Regions from separate parts of the Juglans regia genome. Here region 2 is linked to region 1. A link is a contact called in public Hi-C data. All regions are on one chromosome and are shown on one strand. Each heading gives the region's core, a stretch centred on a gene start, on an enhancer-like site or on the middle of the called end of the contact. The rest is flanking DNA. Distances are from core to core; before and after follow the strand shown. Region 1 holds the start of LOC108985807. Region 2 has its middle 15 kb from the start of LOC108989128.

The links. Hi-C and Micro-C count contacts between places; a contact is called where the count stands out from the background.
Region 2: a contact with region 1 is called in a Hi-C map of leaf, with 5 times the contacts expected there. The contact joins the enhancer-like site here to the promoter of LOC108985807 in region 1. A contact is called at or near these places in 2 of 3 Hi-C or Micro-C datasets (both in leaf).

Annotation. Positions count from the first base shown.
Region 1 is chr8:2,597,225-2,599,851 of Walnut 2.0, forward strand. LOC108985807 reads left to right here and starts at 1,345. Exons shown (of 6, transcript XM_035693104.1): 1 at 1,345-1,543; 2 at 1,639-1,936; 3 at 2,389-2,445. The coding sequence starts at 1,766. LOC108985806 (probable glycosyltransferase At5g03795) reads left to right here. Exons shown (of 5, transcript XM_018958237.2): 5 at 1-856. The coding sequence ends at 535.
Region 2 is chr8:2,643,219-2,645,845 of Walnut 2.0, forward strand. No RefSeq gene overlaps it. Among protein-coding and RNA genes, the nearest start is that of LOC108989128, 15 kb to the left of the region's middle. Within about 2 kb of position 1,298, the one cell type or tissue checked has open chromatin away from gene starts, as enhancers often do. A contact at or near this core is called in leaf, where this site is marked.

The DNA.
Region 1 (2,627 bases), core at 95-2,594:
ACTCCGGGATCTTGGAGGCAAACCTCCTTCCCAGAGGTCAATTCTTGCTTTCTTTGCAGGAAGCATGCATGGATACGTGCGGCCAATTCTATTACAGCACTGGGAAAACAAAGATCCTGACATGAAAATCTTTGGTCGAATGCCCAAGTCCAAGGGCAATAAGAACTATATCCGTCATATGAAGAACAGCAAGTATTGTATATGTGCAAAAGGTTATGAAGTCAACAGCCCACGCGTCGTAGAGGCCATATTTTATGAGTGTGTCCCTGTGATTATATCTGACAATTTTGTGCCCCCATTTTTTGAAGTTTTGAACTGGGATTCTTTTGCTGTTTTTATCTTGGAGAAGGATATTCCGAATTTGAAGAGTATACTCCTTTCGATCCCAGAGAAGAGGTATCTCGAGATGCAAATGGGGGTGAAAAAGGTACAAAAACATTTTCTTTGGCATGCCAAGCCTGAGAAGTATGATATCTTTCATCTGGTTCTCCACTCTGTTTGGTACAACAGACTTCATCTAATAAGCCTCAGATGACAAAGAAACATTGCAGAGATATACATACTGTGTTTTTGTTGTTGGATTCAGAGAACCCGTGCTGGGAAAAGTAGAATATTAAGGAAAAGGAGGGTGGTTTTGGTGCAAGAACAGTTAGTAAATTCGTCGATGTATATATCTTAGAACAACAAAGTCAATTTGCTGAATATATACCTTTCTCACTTATCAGTACTGCTTCTCTCCTTTGTCGAACGGCAGAAAATTCGGTGGTAATTTTTTAGTTCTTTCAAGTTTCCTTTGAACATTTCACATTTCTAATAAATTTATTTTCCCAGAGTAATGCTATGTAGCTAAGAGGAATTCTATTTATCAGCTATCATTCACTCTCACACTCTACATCTACAGTTTTTTTATAAGGTGGAGGATGTGGGATGGTAAATAATAGTTGATGAGAAGAAGAATAACTAAAAATAATGATAGGGTTAGACTTGTTTACAACTAATTTATAACTAAAAATAATAAAATATTTAAAAAATTAATAAAAATGTGATGTAAAAAATATTTTATAATTTTATAAAATAATTTTATTGTCTTAATTGTGAACGGGTAGCTAACCAGTTGGAAGTATCATTGTCGGGTAAGAATACTCCGTTAAAACCGTTAAAGAGTGACGGTAAAAGTCTTCATGGTTGTTCCCAAGTCCCAACTACCGTTCACGTGAAAGTCGGTGTCTCATGTAAAACACAATATTTTACTGTTAGAAAAAAGGTAAGAAGCGGGCATCTTCATGCTAAGATGGTCCTGCTCTCTATTCTGACCGTCAATATTGCTCCATTATTGGACTTGGACTTCAACTTTGTGTATCAGGAGGACAAAACAGGGCTTTCACAACTGATCAACGCCTACAGCTACACGGTACAACGTAGCAAACCTTTCCTCTTTTAATCCGTCGAAAACTCGGAAAACCTTACAAAGCAGTGAAACAGCCTCGACCAGCAAATCTGACAGCTGAGGGGAAAAACAAAAGCAGAAACAAAAACCCAGCAAGTCTGACACTTTTCCTATTTTCTATCTCTATCTTCTTCTATTTTTTTAATTAACTGTATATGTAAGTACTGATTGATTTTTCCCGAGTTAGATAGAGATTATTCCAGGGAGTCGGGGAGACAATAGAAAGCTGATGAATTGATGAGAGGACTAAGCAATTAGAAGAAGAAAAAGGAAGGAATTATCAGATCAATAGCTAAGCTTTACCTAATTTCAATATCAATGGCCACAGTAACAAAAAGCAGTGTGGTGAGGGTGAAGCCGAGCCATCAAGATGGTTCTTCGAAAGCAAAGGTTGATTCTTCTTCTGCCAACAAGAAGAAGATTGAGAGCTCAAACAAGCAGCCTGTTGATTCAAAGCAGAAATCTGTGACTACAGCTGTAAAAACTGAGGTACCCATTTTGAAAGTTCATTGCTTTTTGTGATCGAGATTTGTTTGATTGTGTTCTGTCTAGCGGACAATGATGTTGTTTCTCAATTGTGCCATCTGGGTATGTCGGGTTAAGGAATTTATTTGTATGTGGTCTTTATGCCTTTGAATTTGCAGTGGACGGGGAGGATTTGGATTTTGAAGTTTCGGGGTCGTTTGACTCGTTTTTTAACGATTTTTGGTGGATTTGGTTATATAGGTTTGGTTTTCTAAATCAATTTGTGTAATTTGCAATGAACTGGGTTTTTCGTGGCGCCACCGGGGGGTGGGGGGGGTGGTGTGGGGGGGATCATATGGAGGTAATTCTCAATGGAGTCTGGTCCTGGTTATCTGAAAACCTCTCCTTCTCCCTATCAATTGCATTAATCTCATATTGAGTGCTGCAAATTTTAATTAGTTTTGCTAAATGTGAAGGTAAAATCGAAAACAGCATCAGCATCAGCAAAAACAACAACAAAGACAACTACCAAAGTAAGAGAGAATAAAGTGCCCATGGCAATGGATGGGGTGACCTGGATTTTGGAATTTCTGTGTCGTTTTCAGTGATTTTTGGTGGATTGGGTTATATATGGATGTGGTTTTTTTTAAGGGGGGAGCTGTCATATGGATGTGGTCCTCAATGGGTTCTGGTCCTTGTTATCTGAAATCTCTCC
Region 2 (2,627 bases), core at 48-2,547, 46 kb after region 1:
TATATATATATATATATGAAAGTAGGATATTTCCTTTTCGTGGCATGTCCACTACCGTAAACTTCACTACTTTTTCGATTCTTTTTTTCCCCCCGGCTGCCTTTCGTCAATTTTTTCTTGCCCGGCGCTCTTTCATGCAGAGAGGGGAGAAAAAGTGATCTCTTTTAGCAATTTATTATATAAATATGAAATAGAATTCAATTATAGTAGTAATTAAATAACTCTATTTAAATGGAAAGGCAGAAAGATTTTGAGTTGAGCTTGAGTCTCAATATTCAAGCTTATACAAAAGGACTTTATGCTAGCTAAATTGATGATCCAAACGAAGTTCATACAAGTTTTTAATCATTTAACATATCAATCAAAATTAACGTTTACCAACAATTCATTCATGAAATAAATCAAGTTCATGACTTGTTTATGAACAATTACGTTCATTAATTTACGACTTTAATTTGGTCTATAGCAAATGTGGGAGTTAGTCTGTTAGAGCATTGAGACTTATAATTAAAAATATTGAGAAAGAATTGAAGTTGTTCGGACAAGTAGTGTATATATACTGTTTAATTGGTAAAATCTGTTTTTTTCTTTTTTTTTTTTTTCTAAAAAAGAAAATCAATATTGTAGAACACATACTATCATACATGATTCAGGTGAGGTTTGGATAGTGAGTTTAGATGAGATGAATTAAGATATAAGTTGTAAAAAATATTATTTAAATATTATTTTGTAATATTATTATTGTTTTAAAATTTAAAAAAGTTGAATCGTTTATTATATTTTGTGTAAAAATTTGAAGAAATTGTAATAATTAAATTAGATGAGATAGAATGACACAGTGAGGTGACTTTACCTCGTTTGAATTCAAAATCTACCTCAACTCATCACATTATTATAATTTTATCAAATTTATATAAAATATAATAAATAATTTAATTTTTTTAAATTTTAAAATAATTTTCTTAAATTTTTATGTAAAATATAATAAATAATTTAATTTTTATTTTACTATTTATAAATCATCTCAATTTATCTCTAAATTCAAATTAATCTTGTATCTAAACGGATGAATATGATTGTTGGAGATTTGAAAAGAGAAAAGGTTGGTTGAAACTCTGGCATAAATAGGATGATGGTGCTTGATATAAATATCTGAAGCACTTGGACAGCGGATGGTACAAATTAACTCTTATTTATATATATATATATATATATATATATATGACGTAAGCTGAAAGAAAATAGAAGTTTGATGAAAGTCCTATTCAAGTTTGAAAGGCCGACAAGATGCACTGATGCAGCATGATGATGGCATATTTGGTAAATGATTAATAACGTGCAAAATTCATAAGAATGACGTGTATATATATATATATATATTATATGTACGCAATAATAAAATGTCCTACTATATGCTCAAAAAAAAGAATTTAGCTAAAAAAAATGTACTACTATATAGTATATGCTAAGTCAATTATCAAGTCACGTGTACGTATTATTAATTAAGATATCAATCATATTGCCGATTATTTATTAGAAGCTACCGTTCGCAATAAAAACAAATAATATTATAACATCGACATGTTATATCACTTTGTTGTGACCAAAAAATCTAAGCTAAAGAAAGCTCTGTTGCTTCAAAGTTTAATCCATGATCAGTACATGACCAACCTGGCTTGTTAATCCTTCAAAGGATACATACACAATACATACGTACATATACATGCACGGCACATGTAGGTATAATACTTAGATCTCGTTTATTTTTATAATATATTTCTTCTCATTTTATATAATTATTATAATTTTATTAAATTTTTATATAAAATAAAATAAATAATTTAATTTTTTAAATATTAAAATAATAATATTTAAAATATATATTTTAATAATATTTTATTTAATTTTTAATTTTAATTTATTTCATCTCATAAAACAAATGAGAACTTAATAGCTAGAGTACGTATGTACTGCCAAGTCGACCTTGTCATCTTAGGGTGGTTTGGATTTTGAAGTGAGTTGAGTTGAGTTAAAATGATAAAATATTATTAGAATATTATTATTTATTATCATTATTATTTTGAGATTTGAAAAAGTTAAGTTGTTTATTATATTTTATATTGAAATTTAAAAAAATTATAATGATGAGTTGAGATGAACCCAACTTTCAAACGAAGCCTTAGAGTGCGTTTGGAACATAAACTACTCTCAATTTATCTCAACTCATCATTATAACTTTTTAAAATTCCAACACAAAATATAATAAACAATTTAACTTTTTCAAATCTCAAAATAATAATAATATTAAAAAATAATATTCTAATAATATTTTATCATCTCAACTCAACGCAACTCAACTCAACTCACTTCAACATCCAAATTCACCTAGTCTACGCACATGGTAAATGGTCAAGGTAAATACGGTTATTTTTAGGTTTTTATATTATATTAATTTAATTTAAAAGATAAATTTTAAAAATTAAATTTTATTATTTAAATAAGACAGGTTATATGCTGTACACAGATTTAAAAATATAATAATTTATATATTGATATGCTGGATTGGCAGGGCTGGGTAGATAAGAAAATGGGTGGGAATCCCACCGTGGGATGCAATGATTGTCGCA